6 separate regions of the Mus musculus genome follow, and all the other regions are linked to region 6. Evidence: chromatin contacts called from public promoter capture Hi-C data. All regions are on one chromosome and are shown on one strand. The core of a region is the stretch at or near the end of the contact, and the rest is flanking DNA. Distances in the headings are between cores, read along the strand shown. Region 1 holds the start of Mettl9 (methyltransferase like 9). Region 2 holds the start of Polr3e (polymerase (RNA) III (DNA directed) polypeptide E). Region 3 overlaps Mosmo (modulator of smoothened). Region 4 holds the start of Mfsd13b (major facilitator superfamily domain containing 13B). Region 5 holds the start of Eef2k (eukaryotic elongation factor-2 kinase). Region 6 holds the start of Arl6ip1 (ADP-ribosylation factor-like 6 interacting protein 1).

The links. Promoter capture Hi-C pulls out the DNA fragments that hold promoters and counts their contacts. Capture Hi-C pulls out chosen DNA fragments and counts their contacts.
Region 1: a contact with region 6 is called in a promoter capture Hi-C map of liver, with 2.9 times the contacts expected there. The contact joins the promoter of Mettl9 here to the promoter of Arl6ip1 in region 6. A contact is called at or near these places in 2 of 39 promoter capture datasets (liver and pre-B cells) and 1 of 9 other capture datasets (liver).
Region 2: a promoter capture Hi-C map of liver shows a contact between it and region 6, with 5 times the contacts expected there. The contact joins the promoter of Polr3e here to the promoter of Arl6ip1 in region 6.
Region 3: a contact with region 6 is called in a promoter capture Hi-C map of liver, with 4 times the contacts expected there. The contact joins the enhancer-like site here to the promoter of Arl6ip1 in region 6. A contact is called at or near these places in 3 of 39 promoter capture datasets (hippocampal neurons, liver and pre-B cells) and 1 of 9 other capture datasets (liver).
Region 4: a contact with region 6 is called in a promoter capture Hi-C map of pre-B cells, with 2.8 times the contacts expected there. The contact joins the promoter of Mfsd13b here to the promoter of Arl6ip1 in region 6. A contact is called at or near these places in 3 of 39 promoter capture datasets (liver and pre-B cells).
Region 5: a promoter capture Hi-C map of liver shows a contact between it and region 6, with 7 times the contacts expected there. The contact joins the promoter of Eef2k here to the promoter of Arl6ip1 in region 6. A contact is called at or near these places in 3 of 39 promoter capture datasets (erythroid cells, liver and pre-B cells), 3 of 484 Hi-C or Micro-C datasets (CD4 T cells, CD8 T cells and muscle stem cells), 3 of 115 datasets of contacts at active chromatin or transcription factors (astrocytes, large pre-B cells and pro-B cells) and 2 of 9 other capture datasets (adipose tissue and liver).

Annotation. Positions count from the first base shown.
Region 1 is chr7:121,032,949-121,035,814 of GRCm38.p6, reverse strand. Mettl9 (methyltransferase like 9) reads right to left here and starts at 1,370. Exons shown (of 5, transcript NM_021554.2): 1 at 840-1,370. The coding sequence starts at 1,004.
Region 2 is chr7:120,916,419-120,919,625 of GRCm38.p6, reverse strand. It overlaps Polr3e (polymerase (RNA) III (DNA directed) polypeptide E), which reads right to left and starts at 1,848. Exons shown (of 21, transcript NM_025298.4): 1 at 1,716-1,848. It overlaps n-TLaag4 (a tRNA gene), which reads right to left and starts at 2,109; the gene lies at 2,028-2,109.
Region 3 is chr7:120,681,072-120,683,840 of GRCm38.p6, reverse strand. The region is part of intron 1 of Mosmo (modulator of smoothened); the gene reads right to left. Among named protein-coding and RNA genes, the nearest start is that of Mosmo, 4.8 kb to the right of the region's middle. Within about 2 kb of position 1,515, at least 5 of the 459 cell types and tissues checked have an H3K27ac peak or open chromatin away from gene starts, as enhancers often do. A contact at or near this core is called in liver, where this site is marked.
Region 4 is chr7:120,980,857-120,984,088 of GRCm38.p6, reverse strand. It overlaps Mfsd13b (major facilitator superfamily domain containing 13B), which reads right to left and starts at 1,580. Exons shown (of 8, transcript NM_001374644.1): 1 at 1,359-1,580. Cdr2 (cerebellar degeneration-related 2) reads left to right here and starts at 1,777. Exons shown (of 5, transcript NM_007672.2): 1 at 1,777-2,112. The coding sequence starts at 2,037.
Region 5 is chr7:120,841,482-120,844,358 of GRCm38.p6, reverse strand. It overlaps Eef2k (eukaryotic elongation factor-2 kinase), which reads right to left and starts at 1,528. Exons shown (of 18, transcript NM_007908.4): 1 at 1,259-1,528. Gm36449 (a long non-coding RNA gene) reads left to right here and starts at 848. Exons shown (of 2, transcript XR_378468.3): 1 at 848-1,760; 2 at 2,839-2,877.
Region 6 is chr7:118,127,895-118,130,933 of GRCm38.p6, reverse strand. Arl6ip1 (ADP-ribosylation factor-like 6 interacting protein 1) reads left to right here and starts at 1,309. Exons shown (of 6, transcript NM_019419.2): 1 at 1,309-1,465. The coding sequence starts at 1,430.

The DNA of each region.
Region 1 (2,866 bases), core at 121-2,620, 2.9 Mb before region 6:
ACAAACTACTTACGGTCAAATGCAAACTACCTCCCTCTTAATTCAACAGCTGACCCATGCATGTTTCTTTAAGTGGTACAAATAGCTAATGAAAAGACCATCCAACCCCATCCAACCGGTAGAACCCCCACGGCTCACAATCCATTCATTAGCTACAAGAATTCACTGCTGAACAGTTCAGATTTTTTAAACCTCTCCGTTTAAAGCTTGCATCATCTTCCTCCTCATCCCAACCTCTCTGGTCAGCTCACTAAACCCAAGTTGAAAGGACACGTCTCATAGGCAGAGGGGGAGGAGAGTTCCTAGGCTGGGAGCCCAGACCTGTCAAACACATTTTTTTAAGTGCTTCGGGGAAATGTCAGCCGAAATGTTCACGAGGCCCAGTTTAATGTCTTTAGAACCCTTTGTATATCCAGAGATTCGGCCAGACAAAAAGAGACCGGCTTTCGGTTTTGTCCCTCGGGGGGGTAGAGGAAGGCTGGCTGGGTGAGAGCTGGGGCAGTTTTCTGCTCAGGCCCCAGTGCCAGTTGGGTGGCCCTACCCAAAGTTGCTCGGGTCCTGAGGGCGGACGCGGACGCCGCCGCCGGCCTGGGAACAATGCGGGGCTTCGGGGCGCCCACGCTGGGGCCCGGGGAGCCAGGCAGCAAAGGCTGTCCCCCGCCCGCGCCGCCGAACAAAAGGCGCCGTGGGGCCAGCGCCCGGGCCGGGAAAAGTTTGTGAGAGGCCGGGGCCGAGGCCCGAGCGCGCCGCCCCGCACAATGGCCCGGCCGAGCGCGGGAAGGCCGAGCGCCCCGCCGCGCCGCGCCACGCCCCCGCTCCGCAGGGCTGCGGCCCAGTACCTGGTGCGTGTCCTTCCCGCCGCCCGCGGCCGCCGCTGGCCCGCCGGGGCCGCTAGTCATGTTCACGTACAGGGAGCGGGAGAGCGGGCTCCGCAGCGTCCACATCCTCCGCGCCAGCCACACGGACGCCAGGCTCAGGCACAGCCAGCCCGCCAACAGTCTCATCGGGGGGCCGCGGCCGCCAGCTCGGATCACCGCCGGGCCCAAGCCCAGGAGGAGGAGGAGGAGGAGCCGCCGCCTCCGGCCACCGTCGTCGCCGCCGGAGCTCGAGCCATCGCCGCCAAGTCGCCCGTGCAGCCCCCTTCGGGGCCGAGGCAGAGGGAGGGGGAGATGGCGCGGGAGGGGGGGCGGGGGAGGAGCGGCAGGCGCGCGGCCTTCTCACGTCCCCCGCGGCCCTTCCCAGCCCGGAACGCCAACGACTCCAGGTCGTGTTTCCACCCGGTGCACGTACAAACGCAGGAGGGGCGTCCTCCCTGCCCAATGAGCGGAGACCGGGAGGCCCGGGAGTTGGGAGAGAGGGCGTGCACGTCCTCCGTGGCGCCGCCTGGACTCATAATGGCGGAAGATCCGGGGGAGACTTCCTAAAGGGGCTACTAGAGTCTGGCCCCTCCGAGGAGGGGTCTGCAGGACTTCCGGGCTTGTCTTGCCTTAGTAACTACCCTGTGGGCCCCTCGATTACACCTTTGACCTAATTGTTCCCATTGACACAGACCCAGGTTTATTCGATAGACCCGCGCTGCCCTTCTTGCTACAGTCTTGACCGTCTATTTAATAATTTCCATCTGGGGTCAGCGAACCTGACTCCCAACTCCAAAAGCCACCCGATAGCTGCAAAGCAGAGAATCGAGGGGGAAAGAATCCCACCGCCACTCCCAGTCCCGGTGTTCCCAAGCCTGAGAAGCGGCTGTCACAGGTCTAGTGAAGCCCTCATGAGTGAAAGCTCTGCCTTTGTTGGAAACTGTTGCTCCTGGAGCACTCAACGAAATGTGATGGAAAATAGCATCTGCTGGACAACGAAGGCCACAAGTTAGTCCTGGCTGCCATGTTTCCTTGCAAGTTAGTCCTGGCTGCCATGTTTTCTCAAGCTGATAGAAGTTGGACCAGACATTCTTAAAATGTGCTCGGTCTGGGGAGATTTAGCCAGATATTTCTTAGATCATTTATAGCAGGAAGAAGCCCAATGTTTCTAAAATGAGGGTCATGAGATGTCGTTGTGTCTCAACTGTTGCTACTAAGCTACAGCATATTTCCTAGCCCAGCTACTCACACCTTCCTAGGTTTGTTAGAATATGCTTTTCATTTGACAGCGACAGATTCTGTACATTAATTTTAAATTAATTATAAAACAAATTTATCTTTACGTTAATTTCATCACACTACACTGAAGAGATTTCCGTTTATGAAATAATGACCCCTGGATGAGAAATGGCATTCCTTATCACAAACTCCTTAGGTGTTAAAGTATCTATTTACCATCTTTCGTTAATAAGAATATTTTGTTACCTAATGTGCATAGAATATAACAAAATACTTTGTCTTCTCTCATTCTGGTATATTCCCTGACATCTCTCCAAGTTGGGTGTTAAACCCAAGACTATACCTTACTAAATTGAGCTCAACTTTCTAGAAGTACTGGTCCAACATACTTAAAAGAAGCTATAATAGTGAATGTAAATGACTGTATTATGTCCCCTCTTTGAGTTCCAATAAAGCTCTTCTGTATCAAACCAGAGTCTTCACCTTTTTAAGTAAAGAGGAGATACAACAAGAGTGCATAAACGGGCATATTTCATTTCTAAAGACAAAGGATACAGAAAACTGTGTCCTAAGATTAAGCTTGCTTAACCACAGCTCCAAGACTTCAATCCTAAATGTATCCTCTAAACAAGAAGCAAAGATACATCTGATAGGATCTGAAGAATTTGGGGTGAACTTGACAGCTAAGACACCTACCAAATTTTGCTTTATGCCTGAGCAGCTCACCTAAAAAAATAAATTACCCTCACATTCAAACTACTCTATAATCA
Region 2 (3,207 bases), core at 599-3,098, 2.8 Mb before region 6:
ATCTCCTCATGGCCTAGTGACCAATTACTGAACTTCTAACAGGCCAAGCCCCAAGCATCCTTGAGGACACTCTGCACAACAATCCCAGGTCATTTTCTTTTTTTTTTTTCTGGTTTTTCAAGACAAGGGTTTCTCTGTATAGCCCTGGTTGTCCTGGAACTCACTCTGCAGACCAGGCTGGCCTCGAACTCAGAAATCCACCTGCCTCTGCCTCCCAAGTGCTGGGATTAAAGGCATGAGCCACCACTGCCCGGCTCACCAAGTCATTTTCTGGATGCTCATTTTCCTTATATGTAACCACTGCCAGTCCTTCCAGGATTAGACGTGTTCCCTGACAACTCAACTGAAACAGCCGCTTCCAGCCCCTTCCATTACAAGCATAATTCCTTATTTCCTGAATGGTCCTAAGCTGGAACTTCCTGATCTGCTTGCTGGTCAGGTGTTAGCTGTCCTCTGTACTAGACTTTAAACTCTACGAAGGCTTCTCTATGCTTCACATTCCTGGACCATTAAGTGGAGATAATAATTATACTTGGTCGTGGTTATGGGATCATTACTTTTAAAATTAAAAAAAAAAAATCACAGTTCTTTCTCCCAAATATTAATGATGCCAGGCATCAATATAGTACCAAATAATACTCTTCTCATTAGCTGTGCAAATCAAAATTTATAGTGCCCAACTTCGAATTGGTTTACCCAAGGTCACAGCCCCCCAAGAAAACAGGTAAAGAAATCCAAATCTAGCTGATGCCAAGAGCCTTGGTTTTATTCTTAACTAACATGCTGCACATCTCTTTGGTAAAAGGCAGTATGGTGTAGTGGTTAAGAGGTTGGACTGCCGTGCAAAACCTTACAGGTTCAAATCCTACCTCTTCAATATAGCAGCTGATTAGCGACGTGAATTGCATAACCCTGGGTCCTTTCCTATTTTAAACCACACACCGGCTTCAAAGGGATAAGGCGAACCTAGAAGGACTGTTGCTACGTGGCAACATGTTTTCTTCCAATATAAGACCGAACAAGACAGCCACAAATGAAAGAAGCAGGAGTGTCACCCATCTTACACTCATTAAAACACCGTAGCACGGGAATCATATCCCCATTTCACAGATAAAGGTATGATCTTATCTTTTCGCTCCCAAACCCAGGAACTCTAAAACAATATTCCAGGATGACCCGGTATGTGCACCATCCCCCGTTACTGGAAGGTCCCCGGGTCCACGAAGCAGTCGCCACTCTGCTTAAACACAGATCAATGAATGAGGCGTCCCGGGCCCGCTCGGGCTAAGCAGAGTTGACCAGGTTCAACGACCCCTGCCCATGCAGGCGGCCCCGAGTCCAGTGGCTTTCTCCATGTCGCCGGTGCTCAGGCGCCCTTCCCACTCTTCCGAAAGCCGCCACGCCACCGGGCACCAGTGCCCTCGCAGGTGCGGTTCGGGAGCCAGGCCCGGGCGGGGCAGCGCGGCCGAAGCCTGAGTCAGCGCGGGCCGCACCGCCGTCGTCTCCCCACCGTCCAGCCGAACGGAGCGACCCAGGCCCGGGGCGGCCTGGAAAGCCGGGCGGCCACCTTGCGCCCTGCCCTGGTCCCGGGAGGCCGCGGCCCCTCGGCACGCAGCGGCGGGGGCCTGTCTGGCCTAGTCAGCAGCGCGGCCCGGAGCACCGAGCGAGTGCGACGGCTGCGACCCGGATCCCGAGGCTGCCGAGTCGGGGCTCACCTCTCCGCCGGGGCCGCGCGCGGGCGGCGGAACGGCCCAGGGACCCGCGGGCTGCAGAGACGGCGGCGGCCGGGTCTTCTATCAGGCAGCGGCCATGTTCCTGCTGGAGAAACTCCGCCGGACACGTGGGGGGAGCGGGGCCGGCCCTCGCGCTTCCTCTTACCCACAATGCCCCGCCCCGGCGCGCGCGGGACCGCCCCTTCGGCGAGCTGCTCGTGGTGCAGAGAGCGCACATCGACAGCAGGGGTCGCCGCTGCGCTCGCAGAAGGAACCTAGAGCGAAAGACGCTGAGACAAAAGAAAAAGCCTGCCTTGGCAGCGGTGGGATTCGAACCCACGCCCCCGAAGAGACTGGAGCCTTAATCCAGCGCCTTAGACCGCTCGGCCACACTACCCAGCTGTTGACGTCGTTTTCTAAGAAGCTACTTATTGGATTGACACGTATATTTTCTTTCGATTCTTGGAGTTATATTTATTTATTTTATTTCCTGCCGATAGAAATTGCCATAAACAATATTATCATCATGCCACTTATTGAAATAAAAGTATTTAGATGCAAGCTTGTTCCAAATAAGTTTTAAAGCAAAGGATAGTTTATTTTGCGTTCTGAGTCAGTTGGTTAAGGTGTCAGGTTAAGCCACTCAGACACTCAAAAACCCGAATTCGATGTCTGGTTCTGTCAGTAACTTTCACCAAGCTCTCAGAGCTGAACTGTAACCCCAGGTCTGCAGAGTTCTATCTGAAAATTTACGTGTTTAAATTTTTAGTACACAAACAATTTTAAAACTTTGCAGATAAAATATATTCTTTGTAATATTCAAAATAAGATTCTTCGAGCTTTGACTTGCTCTAGTTTCCTAGTACCCAGCATTATTGGCTGATTGTACATCCTTTCTGCTCTTTTGCTGTCAATGTTTATCTCCATAGAAAATAGTTTTGTTCATATTGTGAATGGGTTGGTATATAAATATTAACACAGTAACACATAGAGATATACAGCTGGCTGGTTTTTCACTATACTTTTGATTTATTTTCTGTTTTGCTTTTGTTTTTAACCAGACTTTATTTTTAAGTATCTTTGCATGTTAATATGCCCATACAGACTTTTACGTTTACTTTATTTATTTGTTTGGGAGTGGGGAACGGGCGGGGGCGGGCCGTGGAGGTCAGAGGACAACTTGCCTGATGAATAAGTTCTTTTGTTCCACCCTGTGGGGGCGTCTTAGGTTGTCAGGCTTCGAGGCAAGTGTGTTTACCTACCTTCTGACCGAGCTATCTCACCAGCCCTAGATATTTTAAAACACTGAAAAAGATGAAAAAAAAAATAGTCACACACACCCCATATTTCCACCACCTAGAATTAAACTCATTTCTGCATTTACATTTGAACATGCATACATATTCATTTGTTGTTTAAACTAAGGTTCACAATGCCCAGGCTGGCTTTGAACTACGTGCATTGATGAGTTTGAATTTCTGATCCTCCTGCCTGC
Region 3 (2,769 bases), core at 266-2,765, 2.6 Mb before region 6:
ATAGGTGCTGGGAACTGAACTTGGGTCTTCCACCAAAACAGCAAGTGTGCCATCTTTCCAGTTCCATAATGTTACTTTTTAAAAGAACATTGGTGTACTACTTTATCATTATAGAATTTTCTTCTATCGCCTAATGACTGGGTAAATAAAAAGTACTTTATTGCTACAATGGATTGTTATTCAGCAACAAAAAGGTTTTTTGGTTTTTTTTTTTTTTTTTTTTGTTGTTGTTGTTTTCGAGACAGGGTTTCTCTGCGTAGCTCTGGCTGTCCTGGAACTCACTTTGTAGACCAGGCTGGCCTCAAACTCAGAAATCCACCTGCCTCTGCCTCCTGAGTGCTGGGATTAAAGGCGTGCGCCACCACGCCTGACAACAAAAAGTATTTTAAAAGTCCAATATTGAGGAACTTTAAAAATATAAATGAAAAAGCCAATCATAAAAATTCCACTAACTTAAAATACCCAGAATCTATAACTCTCTAGGCAGAAAGATTAGTGGTTGCTTAAGGCTAAGAAGTTCAGGATGGTGGCTAAGAGGTATGCGCTTGCTCTTTGAAATAATGAAAACACTCTAAAATTGATGTTTTAATATGGGTATACAGTTTTGTAAGTAAACTAAAAACCACTGAATTGTATACACAAGCTGAGTATTTTATAATTATGTCTCAGTAAAGTTGTTGAAAAATAATTTTATAGGAGAAAGACTCAAAAGTCTCATGAAGAAATATTACGGATACTTTCTAAACCAGAGAACATGGTCTCAAGGCTTCTGCTCTCCTGGTAATCAGACCAGGTCTTTCTCTAAAGTCACCCCAGAGGGCCAACAGAACAAGTCCTTAGAAGGCTAGCTCATTCAGGAATGGTGCTACAGAGCTGCTTCACGCTACATGTCTGTGAACACTGGAGTTAAACAGCTCAAGGGAGAGGCTTTATTATCATTCGATAATAATTTTCCAGTACCTAATAAGTGAGTCTGCTTAGGTGGGAGCATTTAATGTTTTGATCCAGTGTATAGGCAGAATCACGCTGATCCCGGCTCAGAGCCATCAATGCTGCCAGCCACCTAGGTGAAACTTAACTGCTTTGTTTGGGGAAGATGGCAGGAACCTGAAAGCAAATACTTCTTTTCCCAAGTCTCCCCATTCCCCAAGTTCTCTCTCAAGCTTTAGACTTGAGAACATGTCAGACATTGAATATAATCAGGGGAGTTTCTATCCATGAAAGCCAGAGGCTGCAGAGAGAAGGGACTGGGTGGCTTCATCTGTTAGTGTAAAACCGGGTACATACAGTCCAGGCTTTTACCTGTGAAAACACATCGGTTCTTTCCCTCCAGCGCTTTTGCAGGAACAGGTTCCCACTTCTGCTTAGGACTGGAAAGTTAGTCTACATTTTGGGATCCAATAGTAGAAAAGTTCTTGTCCTCAAATAAGCCAGTCTTCAATACCCTCTTCTGTAAGCACTAACGTCACATTTTAGTTAATCATTTCCTCTTGAACGAATTTAAAATAGGAACAGAATGAAGCTAGTGGCCACATGTTGGCACAGGCCTTATAATCTTGGTTCCCAGGATTCCGAGGCAGGAGGACAGTGGGTTGATCTGGCTGGGCTACACATTGAATGTGATAATCTTATCAATGTGAGCACTTCTAAAAACAGATAAGGGCCATATCTTTGGCTGGTGGGTGAAGATATATCCAGAAAGAACATGCATGAAGCAGCTCTGTAGCGCCATTCCTGAATGAGCTAGCCTTCTAAGGACTTGTTCTGTTGGCCCTCTGGGGTGACTTTAGAGAAAGACCTGGTCTGATTACCAGGAGAGCAGAAGCCTTGAGACCATGTTCTCTGGTTTAGAAAGTATCCGTAATATTTCTTCATGAGACTTTCGAGTCTTTCTCCTATAAAATATATCCAGAGTGGGTAACACCTGAAGGACAGCCTACATTTAGACAGGTCAGAGGAAAACAGTGCTGCTTGCCGGACTTCCTTCTTGCCAGTGTCTATCTTGTTGCTGTTGCTGCCATAGGAAGCCAACTTCTAGGCCTTCCAGGTCTTCAGAGCCAGACTGGGGTTGCTGAAGCATCTAGTCCTGACTGAGTGGTTACCAGATTCTCAGCCTCTCTAACACGTAGATAGCCACTGATGAACACCCAGTCCTTATCAAGTGTAAGACAGTCGAGAAAATATCTCTTATAGTGCATATATATATACACATATATATAAAATCACTTCTTTCCAGAACCTTTACTCATGTAATGAGCGCAGGGCCAGCCTGAAGTAGACTCTGTCTCAAAAAACAGAAACAGTAGCAGGGACAAGGGTATCAGTGTCTGCTCCCCACTTCAAGCACCAACATCCCATCCAAACAGAAAGAAGAATGCAAGCATCTTCAGGGGCAGATGCAGCAGCCTGTTCTTACACACCCACAGTAGAGGCTCTGATCAGATGTAAGGGACAAGCTCTTTTGTACACCTAAAAAATGGAGTTTTGGGGAAATGCAGCCCCTTCAGAGAGCACTAGGCCAGGCTGTTTAGAGTGGTCACTGAGACCCTTGCTGTGGAGGGGCGATGCCCCCATACGGAATCTAGAGGTCTGAAATAGCTTAATGGTTGATCACACTCAAACTAACAGCTTTTTTGTTGTTGTTGTTGTTGTTACAAAAAAGTTTGCTTCTTCAGGGACAAGAGAAAAGAGCGACACTGAGGTTAAGCAATGTCTATGAAGCCAAAAGCCAACATTCGAGACTGAAACTCAAATCTGCTCCTTTCCTAA
Region 4 (3,232 bases), core at 331-2,830, 2.9 Mb before region 6:
TAGTACCACGGGAGAACAGGAAAAAGAAAAAGGAAGAGGGAGGCAAAAAGAGAAGGAAGTGTATTATTTTGATGCTGTTATTTTTTAACAGTCCCTTCACAATAAGTGTTAGAAACAACACAGCTTTCTTGGGCACAGTTTCTTTGATTCTCATAGCTCTTTGAGCAAAGAGGTCATTTCTCCCCTAAGTGGTGAGCTAACGCCTGCTTTGCTAGTACAAACTGTGGATAGACAATTAGATTTCTAACCCTAGGTTCTTGGTACCTTAAGGTCTATTAAGGAGTCTTTCTTAAGGAATGAAGAGGAAAATCTCGCCAGAACAACATTCCTGTAGGGACAGGGTTTGATGGTTGTGTGCCTTCTATCCCAGCACTCTGGAGGCAGAGCCAGCCTAATCTACATAGTGTGCTAGGCAAAGCTGGGGCTGCACAGTGAGACTCTGTACAAACAACAAACCAACCTCACAATGGGGAGGCTTTCTTGACCTTCACAAGACCATGTTCCCAGGAACAGGTGCATGTTACACTGATCTGAAAAGGAGCATCTTAGGACCCACAAGAATGATGGAGAGTGGCACGCCTAAGGCATCGTTAGCACTGAAAAAAGAAATTAGGGTGAAGTATTCCTTCCTCCAAATTACCCGAGATCTCAGAGAAATAAAAGTATCTCTGAGGATTTGTAGCTTCTTCCTAGCAATTTCTCCTGTTTTAAGCCATAGTAATCTGAGTACACTATTTTAAGGCCACAACTGGTGCTTTTTTTGGATAAGGCAAACTTTCAACTGCTTTCCACTTTAGTTCGGGTGACACTCCGGATCTGTGTGAAGGAGTTAACTTCAGGAGGTTTCTACCAAATCACTACTGCCAAACCTGAGTAATTACTCCCCTCCCCCCCTCAGTTGTCACAGTTCTTCTCCCGTCCTCTGTAGATGCTATCAGTTATAACATCCCCTCCCCCCCTCAGTTGTCACAGTTCTTCTCCCGTCCTCTGTAGATGCTATCAGTTATAACATCCCAAACATCTGCGCCGACCTTTCTGCCCTCTGAGAGTTTCCCTAAGTGAGGTACCCAAATATATTAAAAGTTTAACCCAAGAAACAGTAGTTACGGCTGTGTTAACAAGCTGACGCCGGCAAGCTGGCCACCAAGTGCAATGCCTGATCTTAGGTATTTATCCTGGGCTCTATGAACCTTTAAGAAATTCTATGCAAAACTGTGGCAACTTTTCTCAGGGGAGGCGGCTTCCACTGGCCAGCCCGGGACTCTGGAGTGTGAAGTGGGGTTGGTGACTGCCCTTTTAGGAGTTCATAGCCAGGCCCCTGGAAGGCCAGGGCTCCAAGATTGAGGAGCAGCTCTCACTCAGTAGCGTTCTCTCGGCTTTAACTTCCCGACGGACCATGAGTCTCCCTCCGAGCATCACCGAGGGCAGAGCCAAGGAGAGTTGGCCCGCATCCGAAACCCTCGGGTGGGAAGATGATGACCCGTGCCCAGAATTAGTAGTCCTCGGCACCCGGTGTTCGCCAAAGCCACCTCCACACTCCGGAACTGGAGTGCACTCAACTGAGGAGACGCGACGCAGACAAAAGAGGAGGGGCTGCCGACCGCACCCTCTTCGTCTTTCCCCGCCTCCTTTGTTCCTTCCTAAGCTATTATTGGCTGATGGTCCTCGGACCCGCGACCTTTTTTGATATTCTATTGGCTGAAGTCGCTGTCACTCTATAGGCGGCTCATTCGTGATTGGTCAAGGTGCCTCCCGGGTTTGAATCGTCTCCCCGGCTTTGGGAGGGTTCTGCCAAAGTGCCACGTTGGGCCGGGCAGCAGGCGTGAGGAGCCGGCTCCCGGCGCCACCCGGGGCGCGCTCGCTAGGGCGCCGGCCTTTGGGCGGCGCGGGATAGCGGCGAGAGCTGCTGCGGGACCTGCGTGTCCCGCCCCAGGGTGGCTCTGGCTGAGGGCGGCGGGGCCGGGGGAGAGCCCGGGGCAGCGGCCGAAACGGCAGGGCGGCGGCAGAGCCCGCTGCCCCCGGACGTCCCCGGCGACATGCTGGCAGATAACCTAGTGGAGGAGTTCGAGATGGAGGATGAGCCGTGGTACGACCACCGGGACCTCCAGCAAGGTGAGGGCGAGGTCGCCGGTCGGGAGGGGGGGGCGGGATTGTTGGGGTGGGAGTCCGGGGGTGGCAGGTGTGGAAAGTGCTAGAAAGTTCCTTAGGCTGGAGGTTTGGGATGCCGCGGCCCGGTGCTTCTTGCCCTCACCTGGCAACGGATCCGCCCATCCCGACCGCAGAGAGCAAGCGCGCGCGGCCCACGGCCCTGCGGGTGCGCCACACAGGCTGATGCTCGGTGCTTTAAGAAAGCGCTTGCCGGGTATGAGCGGATGGACCTCTGAGGTGGGCAGGAGTGGACCAGCTTGTCCTGCTCTAGAGGCGAGCTGCTGGCCTGGGTCCGGGTCGTGCTGCCCTGCCTGCCCCACATCGCCTTTCATGGTCCGCAGAGTCTGCAAAGCCGCTGCAGGTGGTGGGAGGGCAGTGCTGCTGTGCGGTACCCGCGCCATCTCTCTGTGAGAGTAAATTTTTTTTTTTTTGTCCCGTTTTCCAGAAAGCAGAGGCTAAAAGATTTAGGTGGATTCCCTAAAGCCGAGTATGAGGAGCCTGTAGACACTGTTCAGTTTCTTAGCATCCCAGTTTACAGCTTACTCAGTTGGGTATTAAACTGTTTTGTTTTGTGTTTTAATTTATTACTTAGCCATCGTTCATCGGGGGCTAAATGAAATTATTCGAGGGCAGCTCTTATCATGCGCTTATCTTTCTTTCGGGTTTTCAATTAAAAATAATCCTGCCTTGGTTTTCTTGCATCGGGGCATCTCCAGAGACAATCTCAAGAGTGCCCCCAGTCTGAAGCCAGTGGCCCATTTTCTTGTACATTCATAGCAGGATTTTGTGTTTGGGGACACTGATAGGCCGGCCCTCAACACCCTGGTAGGCTCCTTTAATTCTCCCAATAGCATAAGGTGCTGCAGTAGGTACCTCTGGCTGAAGAAGATACTGTTGGGGAGACTAGGTATTCACGGCAGACCCCAGAGTAGACATTGTTAACCACCATGCTGAGGGATCCGCAGGAATCCTTTGTGCTATTCTGTATAATGATCTCCACTCCAAACTTTTTGGGAAAATTAATATCTCTTTTGAGTTGGCTACTAAACACCGCCTCTTGTTCACAATTCAACTGAATCTGATG
Region 5 (2,877 bases), core at 279-2,778, 2.7 Mb before region 6:
CTGCAGCTGCCTCTCTCACCAACTAAAGCCTTCCTAAAGGCTGTTGCTACTTGGTTGCTGTGCCTGATCCTGAAGTTTTTCTCCTTCACAATAGAAATTAAGGTAGAGAAGGAACCCTAAAAACAACTCGATCCTGCCGTGCACCCCTAGGTTCCTACAGGCCGTTCCCAGGGGGGAATTAACAGCTGCCAGCTGTGGATGACAAGATCTCTTGGGGCGAGTCTGATCAGTGCAGGGTAAAAGGTTTGAAAATACTATGTTTGTGAAACAGCGTGGCATGAGCCATTCAGGAAAGTCACGCCTAACGCGCTCAGACTCTCAAAAGAACCCAGTTCTTTGGAACAAAGGAGTCGCTCCCCGCTAGCCTTCCTTTCCCAGGAACTGTTGCCGCAGCAGAGAGGGGTGAAGAGCTAGCTGTCTAAGGTCGGGGTTTGAACACGGCCTGGACCCACTCCCTCCACTGGCTTCGTCCTCCTCACAGAGCAAACAGCACCTTCCCCGGGAAGTCTTCCCAAAACTTCACTCTTAACCCCTACACTCACAATCCTTGTTTACTTACTCTACATTCCCTACCTGGCCTCTGAGGATCTGGGGTCCACTCTGGACCTCGGCTTTCTCCTCCGTAATATCTGTTCAGTGGTCCCAAGCCAGGGAGCGCCTCATCGCGGAGGACGCAGAAATACTCCCCCAAGGAGAATTCCCAAGTCAGATCTCACTCTTCCGAAACGCACGCGATCAGTCACACACAGGGCGCAGCTGGGCAGGTTTCCCGCAATCCCCTTAGCCGACACTAGCTAGTTTTGGCCCAGGGCTCACCCAGGAGGTCCCCGCCCCCGCGCCACCAACTGCATACGAATGCTCAGCCCCTTGGCGCACAAGTCTCCAACGCCTGCCAACACCCCAACTCCCTCAACCAACAATGCTGCAAGGGCGTATGCAGCTCAGACCTCGAGGTTCCGAGAACTGAGGCCCGCATAGGCCTCTAGTGTGGGGAACCCGGCGAGGGGAAATGTTACTTGGGCGTTTCAGGGGGACAGGCGGGCTCGCCGAGGCACAGAGGAGACCCGGGCGGAGGCCCGCGTGCGCTGCCTGGTGCAACCAGAACTGCGCTCACCGCTTGCCAACGTCTTTCTTTCCTTCCTTACAGACGCAAACACTGAGCCTCGGGGGAAGCTCTGCAACCAGAGAAGCGCCCCAGTGGCCTTTCGGGGGGCTGCTGCAGCGGGACGCGCGGGCTCCCCATCTTCCCGTCACCTACCTCCCACAGTGTGGCAGGCGCGACAGCTGCTGCCCACGGCCGCAAGGATCCCAAGGAGCTGGCAAAGGCTGGCGGCCGGGCGCTCCAGGGTGCAGGGAGGGAGGAGAATCCCCGGTACAAAGCGCAGGCGACAGAGAGCCAGGCCCGCAGCCGCAGTGGGGCGCCTGAAGACGTCGGAGCGCTGGAGCCGAGCACGGGCTGGAGTTGGGGCTGCTGCCGCTGGGGTTGGAGCTGGAGGCTGGAGGCTGGGACCAGGGCTGGGGCGGGACTGACGCACGGGGCGCACGCCCGGGCTCACGTGGCCGTCCCCGGGTGGCCATCACCTCCATGCAGCCGCCGTGTTGTCTTCTGGCTCCCCCGCCTGTTGAACGCTTCCTAGACACCTGGGTCTAACGTTAGATTTCATGCTGTGTGTCTGGTGGCGCATACCCTTAACCCCAGCACTTGGAAGACAGACTGCGGGCGGATTTCTGAGTTCAAGGCCAGCCTGGTCGTCTACACAGTGAGTTCCAGGGCTGCACTGAGAAAACCTGTCTCAAAAAAAAAAAAAAAAAGGGAAATCTTAAGGATTTCATGACATAATTTTGAAGAAATTTAACACTTTCAAGAGAGGGAGGGGTAACGAAGGAGCAGGAGGGGGCAAAACAACAAAAATTGTGTTAAAAACTCATAAAGAATCCAAATTCATGGTAAGCACATATGTATTTAATATTTACATATAAATTTATAAATATAAGTATAGAAAATTATACACGTATATGTAAATATTTAATATATAACCTATATATTTTTGTTTAAATTTAATATTTGTATATAAACATATATTCGGTTTAAATTTATACAGTTCGGCCTACCTGACAATTCCAACTATTTCTATAATTTTTAATTAATAACTTTATCAGGGCCGGGCGGTGGTGGCAAATCCCAGCACTCAGGAGGCAGACACAGAAGGATCTTTGTGAGTTCAAGGCCAGCCTGGTCTACAGAGGGAGTTCCAGTACAGCCAGAGCTGTTACACAGAGAAACTTTGTCTTAACAAAAACAAAAAAGAAAAATCTTTGTCAAGCCTTCCTGGACTCTCTGGAGGGAAAAATCACAGTATTCCTAACTCTGAGCCTAGGGCCTGGCACATAGTGCTTAATGGGTGGGAACTTGGGCATGGTGGTAGACCTCTGCAGTCCCCAGAAAAGCAAGGCCAGCCTGGGCTACATGGTGAAGCCCTTTCTCAAAACTCAAATCTGGTGCAGTGCATGGAAGGAAGGTAGCCCTTGGAAGATGTAAAGACTGAAAACCAGTGGAGGCAGGCATGTGTACTTTGAGGTCATATCTCACCGTATACTTTAGAGTAAAAATCTAAACAGTTGCACATTTTGAGCTATTTGTCCATCCAGCTGCAGTCAGCTATATAAGGTATGCAGGCACGACTAGCTGTATTGTACAGATCATAGGACTGAGACTTATAAAGAATGTATCTTGCCCAGGGACACAGTTAGGAAAGGGTGTGATCTATTTCATTTAATAAAGCAACTGTTAATAGACTTACTGACAGGAGAAACACCATAATATCTATTCTGCCACAGGCTTGTCTGGCCTGGGCTTTCAGATTAAAGACCTGAAGA
Region 6 (3,039 bases), core at 60-2,559:
CATTTGCAGTGCCAAAGTTCTGAGGAAGATTTGTGTTACGAGCTTCATCTTCTGACACATTTCAAAAGGTCACTTTGTGGTAGAAAAAGAGGTGTTTGTAACCTCTGAGCCATTTGGAAGGTTAGTGAGAGCTGGATTGGGACCTGGGACTGGCCTAAACTTAAATTTTACTTTGGGAACACCGACTAAACTAAGCTTTCTGGGGCAGTAGCCAAGTTGCCAAGGAAAAACTTATTACTCTGCCCTCTCTTAGCAAAGTGACTGCTCCTGGTACCACCAAGATGGGCACCTCATTGCTTGGTAGCAGCTGTTTGGGTCCTTTTGTTCTCAATACTGAGGAGAAGGAGGGAATTCCAGGCTTTACAATTTTTGACATGATTTCTGTATCAACCGAAGTCATAATATCCCCCCCCCGCCCCGCCCACACACAATGAGCGTCCTTCCTGGTCAAAACTGTTGTCTGTACCTTCTAGTACTTTCCACAAGTTCTATGACAAATTGTATGCCCCTTTGACAGAGCCACCATAGGCCAGGAAGGGACCAGGCATATTTAGGAGCACTATGTGATCTCTCACATTTCTCTTTAACCTCCAAGGCCTTTAAAGAACCTGGGAATTAAGGAACGAAGTGTTTTTAAAAATAATTTAAAATTAGTTGAAGGTCGTATTTAGCCTGGCTTCCCCATACATCCATTAATCTATCAGTCTGAAGCCCTCCAACATCCGAATTGCTCCTCTACTCATCCATCCCTCCGAATGAAGCGCTCCCCTAGCTACCTGAAGTACTCATAGATTATCAAGTGAAGCACCCCGCAAATGATTCCCCCAAAAACTGGCTGCAAATGAAGCCCTTTAAGAGTTTGTGCATCTTCCATGTTCTCCAAAGGCCAGAGCTGGGGAGAAGGCACAGACAGCGCTCACTTGGGGCAGCCAATACTTCAGTCAGCAGGTGCCACAGCAACCTAAAGCGTCCTTGCCCTTCCAGCCTCCGCATAGGATGCCATTGCGCATCCCCTGCGCAGCTGAGCGGACAGGCGCCTGAGCGGTTTTGATTTCCAGCAGAAGAGCTAGGGACTAGAGAGGCCCCAGGATTTAGGAAGATCTGGGTGAGAGACTAGGTACGGCGGTTGAACCGCTTCCTTCCGCTCCGCCTCTCGAGGGCCACACCCCTGCACTCTGATTGGTCAGAGTCTTTCAGTTTCGCTCTCCTTTGACCTGGATTTCAAGTCATGCGCTAGCTGCCGGTTGGCCCGACTTCCCAGAAGCCGGAGTGCGGTCTACCCAATGAGGAGCGAGTTTCGCGAGGGCTGTCGGGAAAGGCAGCTAGCCTATATAAGCAGACTGCGGGGCGTTCCCCCGCGCTCGGGTTGCCTTGCTGGTGTTGGGGGGATAGTGTGTGTTCGCTCGTTGATAACCGCGAGTCTGGAACGATGGCGGAGGGGGATAACCGCAGCAGCAACCTGCTGGTGAGTTGCGGTGGTCAGTCTGTCCCCGGAGTTTCCGGATGGGCCTCCTGGCCTCGGTGGACTACCAGGGACAGCCAGGCCTTATCTCCACGGTGGAGGTCGCTGCTGGCGATCCCCAACGTCCCCCGGAATCCTGCACCATAAGGCTTGGGCCGTGCGTGAGGAAGTGTGAGAAGGGGGCTGTGGCAAGAAGGAACCTGGGTAACAGGTTGGGGCACTCGGCCGCCAGGGGCCTTGTCTAGCGCTCCGGCTCAGGCCGGAGACCTACCTGTTTTGCCCTTTGATCTTAATCTCATGTTCCGTAGATTATTTTTAATCATGATTCTTTTTCTCCTAAAACTTGGCGCAAGGGTGGAGGGTCAAAGGGCTGCTACAGAGAATTAGTTTATCGCTGACACAGAATTTGTTGGAGCTGGCTGGTTGGAGTTCACCGCAGGAAGCTGAAAACGGGTTCTGCGGAAAGGACAGTGGGGGATCCTGGCACTTGTCTGGGAACTGGCGAGGGACTCACGGGACTGGATGCAACTTTAAAAATGATTTAGCACGGATTTGACGGAGCTACACGAGATGATGGTATTAGAAGAGGGCGCGTTTGCTTCATTACAGGTCTTTGTTTTTGGTTAGGTCTTTGTTTTTGGTTTTTAAGGCTAGGTTTTCGTGTAGCTTGACGAGGCTAGCCTTGTATTTGTCATCCTCCTGTGCTGGGATTACAGTTGCGCATCACCAGGCCCTGCTAGTTTCAAATTTTTAACTGCATCACCCACCTAGGCAAGAACGAAAGATCTTTTTTTTTTTTTTTCTGTATTGTCATTCCCCAGAAAAGGCAGGCCATATCAGAAATGAAAAAAGCAATCAGCTTTTAATGCCTGCCTTTTTAACTGCTAAGTGCCGACAAGATTCTTCGGGACAGTTTTGATTAGTGCAAGATTTTCAGTTTGTATTTGTGTTTAGAGGTGCATTCCCTGTATCCTTAAATTCCCTACACACACACACACACACACACACACACACACAGTACCATACAATAGAGATGCTTACCCTGTACCCTTAAACTCCTCCTACACAATACCAGCAAACAATTCAATAAGAGGATTAATTGCTGTACAAGGAAACTATCATGGGAGAGGGCCTGATCACTACTATTTCCATCATTTTAAGGAGAGCAAGTCCATTAGTCTTGGATTTCCTGGATTTAAATATATTAACCCCTTTATGTCTCAGTCGCCTTATCTTAAAGTAGAGGTTGTGAGAATACCTTTTCCAGTTTTTTTGGAGCGTCAATTGAAGTATAACATGTAAAATGTTTAGGATTTCTAGTATGGGGAGATGTCAAAAGTACTTAGTCACATATCTCATCTTTATTAAAATTAGCCTGAACTGTTCTATATTTGCATATTCCTTTGTGAAGAGTTGATAGTGTCAGTTGGGCATTGTGTGTATGTAGTTCCTGGATGTTGAATCCAGAGTTCTGCACAAACAGGTTCTAAATACCTTCCGTTACCAAAGTCCCTGATAGGTTCAGGTCACAGTAGCCCATGGTAAAGGTGTGCTTTTGGCTAGTTGTCACATATGCA